Regions from separate parts of the Sus scrofa genome. Here region 1 is linked to region 2. Evidence: chromatin contacts called from public HiChIP or PLAC-seq data. All regions are on one chromosome and are shown on one strand. The core of a region is the stretch at or near the end of the contact, and the rest is flanking DNA. Distances in the headings are between cores, read along the strand shown.

Evidence for each region. HiChIP or PLAC-seq counts read pairs in DNA pulled down with a chosen protein or histone mark.
Region 1: an H3K27ac HiChIP or PLAC-seq map of alveolar macrophages shows a contact between it and region 2. The contact joins two enhancer-like sites. A contact is called at or near these places in 2 of 47 Hi-C or Micro-C datasets (embryonic fibroblasts and spleen) and 2 of 2 datasets of contacts at active chromatin or transcription factors (alveolar macrophages and skeletal muscle).

Annotation. Positions count from the first base shown.
Region 1 is chr12:51,747,611-51,754,087 of Sscrofa11.1, reverse strand. The region is part of intron 2 of RABEP1 (rab GTPase-binding effector protein 1); the gene reads left to right. Among named protein-coding and RNA genes, the nearest start is that of SCIMP, 22 kb to the left of the region's middle. Within about 2 kb of position 4,802, at least 44 of the 83 cell types and tissues checked have an H3K27ac peak or open chromatin away from gene starts, as enhancers often do. A contact at or near this core is called in alveolar macrophages, where this site is marked.
Region 2 is chr12:51,634,309-51,640,593 of Sscrofa11.1, reverse strand. It overlaps RABEP1 (rab GTPase-binding effector protein 1), which reads left to right. Exons shown (of 20, transcript XM_021067732.1): 10 at 3,750-3,881. Among named protein-coding and RNA genes, the nearest start is that of NUP88, 75 kb to the right of the region's middle. Within about 2 kb of position 2,378, at least 2 of the 83 cell types and tissues checked have an H3K27ac peak or open chromatin away from gene starts, as enhancers often do. A contact at or near this core is called in alveolar macrophages, where this site is marked.

The DNA.
Region 1 (6,477 bases), core at 3,553-6,052, 110 kb before region 2:
TGTGCTCTGTTCTTGATGCTTGGAGGATGCAGGAATATATAAAACAGATATTTCTCTGCTCTCATAGTTTATTTCTAGATAGGAGACAATCACCAAAGGAAACATTACAAAAATAAATCTATAGTTTAGTAGGTGGTAACAAAGATTTTGGAGATAATGGAGCAGGTTCAGGGAGATTGGAATAATAGCCAGTAAGAGTGAGTTCTGTTCAGGCATAGGGACGAGAAAGTTTAAATTAGAAAGACAAAAAACAAACTGTGAAAAATACCTGACCAGAAAAGAGTTCTTTGCAGGCATTCCCATTGTGGTGCAGTGGAAACGAACCCAGCTAGAATCCATGAGGATGCGGTTTGATCCCTGGCCTCACTCAGTGGGTTGGGGATCTGGTGTTACCATGAGCTGTGGTGTAGGTTCTCAAGGTTTATCCTGGCCTCGCAAATGTGAGATTGCCGAAGGCCACCTCCCGCACCCTCACGTGTGTTAAGGATCTGGAGTTGTCGCTGCTCTGGCTCGGGTTCCCAGCCTGGGAACTTCTGCATACTTTGGGTGAAGCCAAAAAGATAAAAACACAGCCACACATATTTTAAAAAATAAAATAGGAGTTCCCTTCATGGCTCAGCGGCTAAGGAACCCAACTAGGATCCATGAGGATGCAGGTTCGATCCCTGGCCTCGCTCAGGGGGTTGAGGATCCAGCGTTGCCGTGAGCTGTGGTGTAGGTCACAGATGAGGCTCAGATCCTGTGTTGCTGTGGCTGTGGCTGTCATGTGGGCCGGCAGCTACAGCTCTGATTCGACCCCTAGCCTGGGAACCTCCATATGCCTCAGGTGTGGCTCCAAAAGACAGACAGACAGACAGAAAGAAAGAAAGAGAAAAGAAAAGAAAAGAAAGAAAGAAAAATGAGTAAATAAATAAATAAAATTTATATGGAAATGCAAAGGACCAAGAATGGCCAAAATAGCATGGACAATGAAGAAAGTTGGAGGACTTAAAACTACCTGATTCAAGACTTATTACAAAGCTTGGGAGATTAAAAACAATGTATTATCAGTGCAAATATATCATATACACAAATAGATCTGTGGAGCAGAATAGAGTCAAGAAATAGACTTGCATGTATATGGTCAGTTGGTTTTTAACAAAGATGCAAAGGCAATTCAGTGGAAAAAGGGTAGTTTTTGAATTCCTCAAATAGGTCAATGGAACAGAATAGCGTGTTCAGAAATAGATGTACACATACGGTCAACTGAGTTTCAACAAAGGTGCAAAGGCAATTCAATGCAGAAAGAATAGTCTTTTCGAAAAAGTGTGCTGAAACCATGGAACATCCATAGGCAAACAAAACAACCTAAAACCACAACGCGCCAAACAAATCACAGAACTAAATGCAAAACTTAAAATTAAACAAGTTCTAGAAGAGAACATGGGAGAAAAATCTCCCTGACCTGAGGTTTAGCAAAGATTCCTTGACCACTACGTCAAAAACACTGTCCATAAAAGGAAAGAAAAACCAATGACTTGGACTTGATCAAAATTAGGAACTTCTCTTCCAAGGACCCTGTTAAGAGAATGAAAAGACAAGCCAGAGACTGGAAGGCAATATTTGAGGATCATTTATCTGACAAAAGCTTGAATGCAGAATGTATAAAGGACTCTTAAAACTTAATGGTGAGAAAACTATCCGACTGAAAAATGGGAAAAATATTTGCACAGACACTTCTCCAAAGAAGATATGCACATGGCAACTAAGCCATCGAAAACATCTGCACCATTAGTGGTTAGGGAAGTGCAATTTAAAATCTCGGTGAGATATCTACACACCTGTTAGAACGGCAGCAATGAAAAAGACTCCTCGGGCGTGTGGCCGAACTGGAACTTCTGTACACTGCCGGTGGGAGTGTAAAATGGAGCAACCCCTGGAGTTCCCGCTGTGGCTCTGCAGTAATGAACCCGACTTTATCCATGAGGACTCCGGTTCGATCCCCAGCCTCGCTCAGTGGGTTAAAGGATCTGGTGTTGCTGTGGCTGTGGTGTAGGTCACAGATGCTGACTGCAACCACTGTTGCTGTGGCTGTGGTGTAGGCCAATAGCTGCAGCTCTGGTGGAGCAACCCCTAGCCGAGGAACTTCTGTATGCCACAGGCGCAGCCATAAAAAGCAAAAAAAAAAAAAAAAAAAAAAAGACCAAAAACCCAAAGCACCCCAAACTGGGGGCCATCTAAATGTATGTTTGTCCACAGGTAAATGAAGAAACAAATTGCAGTACGTTCATACAATGGAAAATGTTAAACACAGCACCAAAGAGAAGTGCACTGTTGACTCGCGCTCAGCTAGTTGTGCCCAGTGGAAGGAGCCCGACGGAAAGGAGCGTGTCCTCTGTGAGTCTGTTTCTGCACGAGACACGTCCCCTCCGCCCCGGCCCCAGCCTTTGCAAACTGCTCCACAGCGCCAGAGCGAGTACTGGAAGTTTTGAGGGAGTGGGAAGGGGAGAACTGGGAAGAAGGGATGACGAGAGGCCATGGGGAAATTTGGGGGGTGATAAACAGGGGCACAACTTGGTGGCGTTGGTTTCCGGGGTATGTGTGTATTTGAGTACGTGTCAGCACTTACCGCGTGGGACACACTAAATATGTACAGTTTCTTTTATTTTATGTCACTAATACCTCAGGAAAGCTGTTGGTAAAAAAAAGTCTGGTGGGAAGCCTAGATGTCAGACATGGAGGACTTTGGGGCTTTTTATTTATTTTTTTATTTTGTTCTTTTTCTTGCCACTGCAAGCAGCTGCTTGATGTGGGATCTCAGTTCCCAGACCAGAGATTGAACCCGGGCTGTGGTGTGAAAGTGCCGAGTCCTAACCACTAGACCACCAGGGAGCTCCCTATGACTTTGAAAGCCAGACTGAGGGGCATGGGTGACCCTGATGTGAGGGGCAGCACTGGGTGCTTGTGGCAACACTAGTACATGTTTTAGCTGTGCCCAGGGAATGTGGAAGTTCCCAGGCCAGGGATCGAACCCATGCCACAGCAGCAACCCGAACCATGGCAGAAAACACCAGATCCTTAACCCACTGAGCCACCAGGGAACTCCAGTGTCAACCATTTTTATTTCCAGGCAATGACGACATTGTGCAGTCAGTGTCACCAAAGGGGACTTCCCAGAGAACGGTGTGTCCACCAGATCTAAACGTACTTGACTATCTAGAAAACTACATATTTTCAGTGACAATGGATCCCTCTGCTATGTTTTCCTTGTATTTATTTGGCTGTGGGAAGCCAACTGTTTTGGGCAGCGTCTGGAATAGCCTGGAGGGGCAAGGCCAGAGCAAGAGATCCTTGCAACACGCCCTCCAGGGGGGTGGGGATGGATTCTAGAGATGAAAGGAAGGAAAAGCAACCGGCTCAATGGTGATTTAGGGCCCATCCCTGGCTCCCAGGGCAGTCATTTAATAAACCAAATCTGAGGCAAGAAAGGCCTTTGGGGATTGGAAAAAAAAAAAAAAATCCTTCATGGGAGTTCCCGCTATGACTCAGCGGTAACGAATCTGAGTAGTATCCATGAGGATGCGGGTTCGATCCCTGGCCTCGGCTCAGTGGGTTAAGAATCTGGCATTGTGAAGAGCTGAAGTGTAGGTCGCAGACATGGCTCAGATCTTGTGTGGCTGTGGCTGTGGTGTAGGCTGGCAGTTGTAGCTCTGATTTGACCCCTAGCCTGGGAACGTCCATATGCCACAGGTGCAGCCCTAAAAAAAAAAAAAAAATCCTGCATGTGTGCTTCTTTCTCATTTCTCCCTTGTGGATGGGATCAGCTGACCGCAGCTTTCACTGCTGACTGCGGCTGGGCGTTACTGCCTGTCAGAGAGCTACTCACTCAGCCACAGCTCACCCGGCAGGAAGGGGCCCAAGATCCTGCCCCCGACCAGCCTCCGGGGCAGGGAAGGGGCCAGAAGAGCTGAGCCATTCTTCCTTCTAATCTCCCAGGCACCACCTCCCCCAGCCCCAAGCCAGGCACTGATTCCCCTCAAGTCCCAGATCTCCTTGAGTCTGACCTCCATCTCTCCAGCTTTCCTGTAAGCTGTGCGTTTTCACCCCTGCCCTTGGTCTTGCCTAAATGAGCCTGGAGTCAATGCCCAGGCTTCCTGCCCCGTTCCTCACTACCCCTGGTCCCACCTCAGTTTACTCCCGAAATACCACAGCTGCCACTGTGCCCTGATTAATGGAGGACCCCATCAGGTGACAGACATCTAAATATAACTGTGGCTGGCTGCCTGGCTGGCTGACTTCCTGTGTGTGTTCAGGGCAAAAGACCAGGACATGCGCCTTCCCCACGCGTGCAGATCCAGACCCTAGCTGCACAGAGGGCGCTTGGAGCCCAAGTTTGCAATCTGATGACAGGGAGAGAGAGCGCATGAGTGTGTGTAGAAGACAGCATGGTCCAGCGAAAAGAGGAGGGCCAAACCCAAAGCGACAGGCAAGATTAAGAGCCTTGCAGAGTGACTCACATCCCTTAGGGATGGATTCCTGCAAGTTTCGCCCTCCCCAGAAGGAATCTGCAGGGAGCCTTTGCTTGACATCCTAATGAGAAACCTGTGCCTGAACGCCCTGCCCAAACCAAGAGTTTCATTCTTTCTTCCAGTCATCCCTGCAGCCTCTACATGGAAGCCCTGGCTATAGACCCACTTCCTACTTTCAAGGAGTGGAGAGCAAAACACAGAGCCAGAAGTTGCTGACGCTCTGATAGGGGCCCTAAGGAGCTGGTCTTCAGCTCAGACCAGGGAGGTGATGAGTCAGGGAAGGTTTGCTGGAAGAGATCCTGTCTAGACTCAAGTTGAAAGGGTTAGAAGGAATAAATCTAGACAGACCGGCAGGTGAGACCAATGGCCTTGAAGATACTTTCAAGGAACTCGAAGTAGTTTGGCTCCTGGGCACTTGGTGAGATGGGCTAGAGGATGGGGACGAGGTGAGGCAAGGCTGGACACTGTTCTTGAAGGCCTTGTACATCTGGCTGAGAAACGGGGGTTGTATCCAGCTCGCAGCGGGGGGCCACTGACGGTCTTAGGCCTGTTGGAAGATCACTCAGCGGCAGAGGGGGATGGAGGTAAGCAGGGTGGGATGTGGGGAAATCAGCAAGGAGGGGAGGCAGGCATCCCAGGGGGTCAGAGGCCAGGCCTGAGCTGGGCACTTGGCGCGAGAGGAAGAGGAGACAGCCTGAGGGAGTTCCCCGGTGGGAACTTGGCGCCTTCACTACTGCAGCCCAGGTTCAGTGTCGCAGGCGAGGGTGGGGGTGGGGGGGAGTTTGATGCTCCACCATCAGATATTTTTGCACACATAGTTTTTGAGCACCTGCCCTGGGTTCGATGGTGTGCTGGCGGAGTAGGATCCACTGGGAGATTTGCTCTCAGCAAATGATCTCCAGACTTAGGTGATTCTACTATTGACAACAACACGCTTTTGAGCACACGCTACCAGTTATTCCTATTATTACTATGGCTCGTAATTACTCACTTACCATTATTTTCTCAGAACAGACTCAGGGTCAAAGGCAACATGAATGATCATGGGTAGAAGCATGTATTTCAGGAGTTCCCGTCGTGGCGCAGTAGAAACCAAGCCGACTAGGAACCCTGAGGTTGCAGGTTCGATCCCTGGCCTTGCTCAGTGGGTTAAGGATCCGGCGTTGCTGTGGGCTGTGATGTAGATCGCAGATGTGGCTCCGATCCCGCGTTGCTGTGGCTGTGGTGTAGGCTGGCGGCTACAGCTCCGATTCGACCCCTAGCCTGGGAACCTCCATGTGCCACGGGAGCGGCCCTAAAAAGACCAAAAAACAAACAAAAAAAGCATGTAGTTCAAACATTCTTTTTGATCATTTCTCTCTCTTGTTCTCTTGCTGATTTGTCAGATCTAATTAGTGCGTCAATGTCTTCTTATCATAACCTGGCTGTAGAAGGACTTCCACCAGGAGAGGCTCCGGCTTTACTACTTCCTTGTTTGGGGCTTGAAGTGGCTTTAATAATTTTTCTTCAATCTGTGTATCTTTGCAAGGCACGTGTCCAGTCATGGAGGGCTGGTTAAGAGTAAACTGGATAGTAGACTCAGAAAAGATGTTTCTCTGGGCCCTCTTAAACTGGAACACATCGCAACAGGCTAAAAGCAAGGATTGCAGTTGCCACTGTGCCCCCGCCCCCTCACCCCCCAGCAGCTGCAGGTGGGCCTCCCCGATTCTATCAGGACACCTGGTACATCCTGCCCGACTTGTGGGGTCGGAAATCTACACACCAGGAGGCCAGTGCCAGGCTGCGTGGTATGTTGGCCACGTGTGATGTATTTCAAACTTTTTAGGTTTGATTCAAAGATACATTCGGGCAGATCAGCTTGGAGATCCCTGGAGAGGGAAGCCAGGTCCATGGCAACTGCTCTGTCTTATTTCAGAAGCGGAGAAAGCTCTGATGAGCCCACAGGAAGCATCCAGTCCCTCCAGGGATC
Region 2 (6,285 bases), core at 1,129-3,628:
TGGGGGTGGGGGTGGGGGACTGATTTAGAAACGATCCCGTTTGGTCTGCAGGGTGTAACAGTGCATATTCCCGAGAAAATCTTTCTCTGCAGTTCTGTCCAGTTCTCCTAGGGCTCCTGAATTGTGTTTATCCAGGCTTCATCTTTCATGACTTTGCTCTAAAAGCCTCATTAGAAGGTGATGAGTGGGGGATTTTCTGTTGTGGCGCAGCGGAAATGATTCTGACTAGGAACCTTGAGGTTGCGGATTCGATCCCTAGCCTCGCACCATGGGTTAAGGATCCAGTGTTGCTGTGAGCTGGGGTGTAGGTTGCAGACACGGCTTGGATCTGCTGTGGCTGTGGCTGTGGCGTAGGCTGGCAGCTACAGCTCCAATTGGACCCCTAGCCTGGGAACCTCCATATGCTGCAGGTGCGGCCCTAAAAAGCAAAAAAAAAAAAAAAAAAAAGGTGATGGGTGGGGGTGAAGAGGCTGAGTGATAAGAAAAGGCAGATGTCTAGGGTGCCCTGTATCTAGGATCCTGTTTTCTCCTTATCTATAAAAAACTATTCACTACACGAGTAACATGTAAGTACATTCTCATGTTTATGATATTCTGTTTTGAATACAAAGTGAAAGGTATTCCCTGATGGCTAGGTGGGTTAAGGGTCTGGCATTGTCACTGCCATGGCTCCAGTTGCTGCTGTGGTGCATGTTTGATCCTTGGCCCAGGAACTTCCACATGTTGTGGGCATGGCCACGAAGTAACAAAAACCCAAAGTAAAAGAAATGAAGTGATAATGTGAAAAATCTCCCTTGACATCATCTCATATATCTCCCTTCACAGAAGTAACCAGTTTTTTTTTTCTTACGGCTGAACCCACAGCATATGGAAGTTCCCAGGCCAGGGACCAAATCCAAGCTGCAGCTGCCACCTGTGCCACAGCTGTGGCAACACTGTTTAACCCACTGTGCTGGGGTGGGGATTGAACCTGCACCTCCACAGTGACCTGAGCTGCTGCAGTTACATTCTTTTTTCTTTCTTTCTTTCTTTTTTTTTTCTTCCCTGTCTGTTTAGGGCCATTCCTGCCACATATGGAAGTTCCCAAGCTAGGGGTTGAATCAGAGCTATAGCTGCTGGCCTATGCCACAGCAGCCCTGGATCTGAGCTGCATCTGTGACCTACACCATGGCTCGAGGCAACACTGGATCCTTAACCCACTGATCCAGGCCAGGGATTGAACCCGTATCCTCATGGATACTAATCGGGTTCTTAACCCAGTGAACCACAACTGGAACTCCTGCAGTTGGACTCAACCCACTGCACCCCAGCAGGAACTCTTCAGAAGTAACCTCTTATTGTAATCAGAAATAATTAGTTCAGAAGGTGGTCTTCCAGACCATTTCTGTGTGTTTTTAAGTGTATATTTGGTGGGGGGTTTTTTGTTTGTTTGTTTGTTTCAAACAACTGGTATCAGAGTATAAGTATTTATTCTATAACTTATTTTTCTCATAAGCATCATCTTGGCTCTGTTTTCACATCAGAGATCTGTCTCATTCTTGTTAACTGGTAGCATGAATGTACGATAATTAATTCTTCTCCTTCTAGTGGGCATCCAGATGGTTTCTTTCTTTTTGTCATTTCTAACAGTGTTGCAGTTAACATCCTATACTATGTTATGTGTGCAAATATTTCCTTAGAATAGCTATGCAGGTATTACAAGAAGTATTTTAGATTACCTTGTATAACTTACATTCGATTTTGTTTTTCAGGAGTTCCCATTGTGGCGCAGTGGAAACGAACCTGACTAGTATCCATGAGGTTGCAGGTTCGATCCCTGGCCTTGCTCAGTGGGTTAAGGATCCAGTGTTGCCGTGAGCTGTGGTGTAGGTCGCAGACACAGCTCGGATCCCCTGTTGCTGTGGCTGTCGTGTAGGCTGGCACCTGCAGCTGTGATTTGACCCCTAGCCTGGGAACTTCCATTTGCTGCACCTGTGGCCCTAAAAAGACCAAAAAAAAAGAAAGAATGGATAAGTAATGAGGGCCTTTGTTTTTCAGAAGTTTCTTCCTTTTCAAATTTCCTTTCTGTCTCTTAGTTTTGCCTCATTCATCTTGTACAGACACAGTCAGGCTGATTCTAAAGTAAGATAGAACCATCCTCTTCCTGCTGCCCATTTAAAACAGTTTAAACTGCAAAACTGGTCATTTAAGGCCTGTGTGCCAGCATTGTGCTAAGGCTTTATATGTAAAGCTTTATCTCATGTGTTTCTCAAAAAAGAGAACCACACGAGAAGACTTTCCAAATGAGCTGGGCGTATCTGAGGGTTGACCAGTCTCTGATTGCAGATGCTGACACTGAACCACCACCTCCTGCTCCATGTTCCTCACTGCTCATGTGCCTGCCCTCTTTTTAGTCACATGAGATGATTCAGTATTTCCTGATATGCCTGCTCTTCTGGGCCCCTGTCCCTTGGTACGTGCTTCCTTTCTCCCTCCGGGACCATTGCTTGTCTCCTCTCATGCAGTTGGCAGATTCATCTTATTGATTCTTAGAGATCCAGCCGAAGTGTTATCTTCTTTGGGAGCCTCCTTTCTAGCTCCCTCAGATGAAATCTTCTTCCTCCTGTAGAACCTTGTTTATGCTTGTGTAGTAGTGTGATTGTGTTTTTGTCTCTTCCCCTGGACTGATTTGGGGGCATGAGCATGGAAGGTATCTTTCACTGTTGTTGAGTGAATTATTTTTGTTTGTTTGTTTGTTTATTGTCTTTTTAGGGCCTCACCTGTGGCATATGGAGGCTAGGGGTTGAATCGGAGCTGTAGCTGCCAGCCTCCACCACAGCCACAGCAACTCAGGATCAGAAACGCGTGTGTGACCTACACTACTGCTCACGGCAATACCAGATCCTAAACCCACTCAGCAAGGTCAGGGATTGAACACGCATCCTTATGCATACTAGTCAGATTCGTTTCTGCTGAGCCACGATGGGAACTCCTGTTGAGTGAATTATTACATCAGCTTCAATCATTCCTTTGTATTTCATATCTGTACATGTTTCAAATGGATGTGTAATGCCCTAACTTTTTCCTGGTTTTTTTTTTTTTTTTTTTTTTTTTTGTCTTTTGTTGTTGTTGTTATTGTTGTTGTTGTTGTTGCTATCTCCTGGGCCGCTCCCGCGGCATATGGAGGTTCCCAGGCCAGGGGTTGAATCGGAGCTGTAGCCACCGGCCTACGCCAGAGCCACAGCAACACGGGATCCGAGCCGCGTCTGCAACCTACACCACAGCTCATGGCAACACCGCCGGATCGTCAACCCACTGAGCAAGGGCAGGGACTGAACCCGCAACCTCATGGTTCCTAGTCGGATTCGTTAACCACTGCACCACGACGGGAACTCCTTTCCTGTTTGTTTTTGACAATAACCTGAAGGAACATTCTATGTAAATTTTCTTTCTCGGATCACTTGAAGAAGGAAAGGTGATTTAAAGGGGAGATGATTTGCTTTCTTGTTTTGCCTTCACATGATAATACTTTTATTGGAAACTTTTTCTGATTTTTTTCTACACCAGGATTCATACTTTTTTCTATAGTATTAAAACATTTTATTATAATTAGTTGTCTTTAGATGTGATTATGAAACAAATAATCATGTGTCCACTTTTTGCTTATCATAAAGCTCTGTTCTTTTTATTTTGAGTGGTTAAAGAATTATGTGAATTATTAAATATGGATTACCTGGATAATATATATTTTTTTTATTCCTAACTTTTAGGAGGAAGATGAGCAACAAAGACTTAATAAGAGGAAAGATCACAACAAAACAGATGTTGAGGAAGAAGTAAAAATACCAGTAGTGTGTGCTTTAACTCATGAAGAATCTTCAGCGCAATTATCAAATGAGGAGGTATAATGAATCTATAAAATTAAAATCATTGTATACACAGTGTTACCATTTTTTAGCTTCTCATATATCAGTCAGTTACGTTGTTCATATGGAAGGTGCATAATAGCTGCTACCTGAAAATTAGGTAAAATAATATTTTCTAATGTTTTTACAGTATTATACGTGGTACCATTTGAAACATTCATTTTATCTCATGGTCTGTGAAACAGTTAGATGTTCTTCTTACTAGTGGTTCCAAAATTAAAACTGTAGAAGAAAATTTATTTATTTATTTATTTTTGTCTTTTTAGGGCCACACCCGCGGCATATGGAGGTTCCCAGGCTAAGGGTCCAGTCGGAGCTGTAGCTGCCAGCCTGCACCACAGCCACAGCAACGCAGGATCCAAGCGGCATCTCTGACCCACCTCACAGCTCACAGCGGGATCCTCAACCCACTGAGCGAGGCCAGGGATGGAACCCAAAACCCCATAGTCCCTAGTCGTACTCATTTCCACTGTGGCATGACGAGAACTCCTGTAGAAGAAAATTAAGTAATATTTGCAAATTCTTTTTGGTTATGAATAAATGTTGCTAATACTTTGTGCTTTTGTTTAAAAGAGATTATCTAAAGAAGTGAAATAATTCTCTAGCGTTTTTGTTTCGTTTCCTTTTTCGGAAAAAAACCCACAGCATATGGAAGTTCCCAGGCCAGGGATGGAATCTGAGCTGCCTCTTCGGCCTCTGCCACAGCTGTGGCAGTGCTAGATCCTTAACCCACTGCACCACACTGGGAACTCCACTCTAGCATATTTTTGAATATTAGCAAGTATTAGGTCTTAAGCTCTGTGAACAGTGTGGGGCTTGGGCAGGTTGTGGAGAGTAGAACATCTCAGGTAGTGAGGATGGGTAAAGTAGGGGGACCTGGAGGTGGTAAGTGGTGTTTCTCTGGCCTCATCCCCTGTCACCCACAATGTGGCCAGCCCCTCCTCAGTACGTTTCCTCCTTCAGCTGTCCCGCCCATTCTACTGCGCTGCCAGCATTACTGTCGGATTAATTTTTCTTTTATTTTTCTTTTCATTTATTTATTTTATTTATTTATTTATTTATTTATTTATTTATTTAGTCTTTTTGCCATTTCTTGGGCCACTCCTGCGGCATATGGAGTTTCCCAGGCTAGGGGTCGAATCAGAGCTGTAGCCGCCAGCCTACACCAGAGCCACAGCAACGCAGGATCTGAGCCACGTCTTCGACCTACACCACAGCTCACGGCAATGCCCGATCCTTAACCCACTGAGCAAGGCCAGGGCTCGAACCCGCAACCTCATGGTTCCTAGTCAGATTCGTTGATCACTGAGCCACAACGGGAACTCCAGATTCATTTTTCTTAACTGCAGCTGTTGTCAGGCTACCCCACTACTCAAAACCACCACTGTGGTTCCCATCACCTGCATAATTAAGCGCAGATTCCTCATTCAGTCAAGACCCTTCATAATCTGCGCTCTGTTTTAGCCACATTGGTCGTCGTCTTGTGCTGTACTCTGCCTTGCGTGTTGGTTCTTTCACTGGGAATGCTTTTACCTCCCCTCTGCCTTTCAGAGTTCCAGAATCCTTCTATTCATCCTTCAAGACTCAGGCTGATATTTCCTCTTCAGGGAAGGAAATGCCTCTGTTAATTGTCCTCAGGGTAAAAGCTAGGGTCCCCAGCTGCTGTCCAGGAACCTTCAGCGTCGAATGACCTTTCGAGCCCTGCCATGCTTTCCCCTTCATCACAGCCAGACCTTTCCACTCCTGTCCATGCTCATACGTGTTGTTTATACTGTCCCTGCTGTTTAGAATTTCGTACTCACTCCCCCACTCCCTCACCCCTATCTCCTTTCCCTGCCTGATGAACCAGTTTTAGTTAAATTGCATAAGGATCTTTTCTCACTTTCTGAGGTATCCTGTTTCTATTTAGTTTTTAGATGAGCATTGAGCCGTGGATAATCTACTTCCTGGTGGCTCACATACCCATGTTTATGGATTAGTGGACATTGAAAAAAAGGCTTTAAAGAATACTAGTGGACACTGAAAAGTAGGATGTAAGGAGCTCCCGTCGTGGCTCTGTGGTTAACAAACCTGACTAGTATCCATGAGGCCTCAGGTTCGATCCCTGGCCTCTCTCAGTGGGTCAAGGGTCTGGCGTTGCTGCGGCTGTGCTGTAAGCCAGTGGCTACAGCTCCGATTTGATCCCCAGGCTGGGAACCTCCATATGCTGCAGGTATGGTCTTAAAAAGCAAAAAAAGAAAAGTATGATGTAATTGTTTTTGTACATTCTTCCTTTTGGATCATACACTTAGAACTTTGGCCTTTTTCTGTTTCACATTTTTTTTTAAATGTTAGACTTCCGAGAGTCTGTCTCAATTTTTGGGTACTGCCAAATATGTGG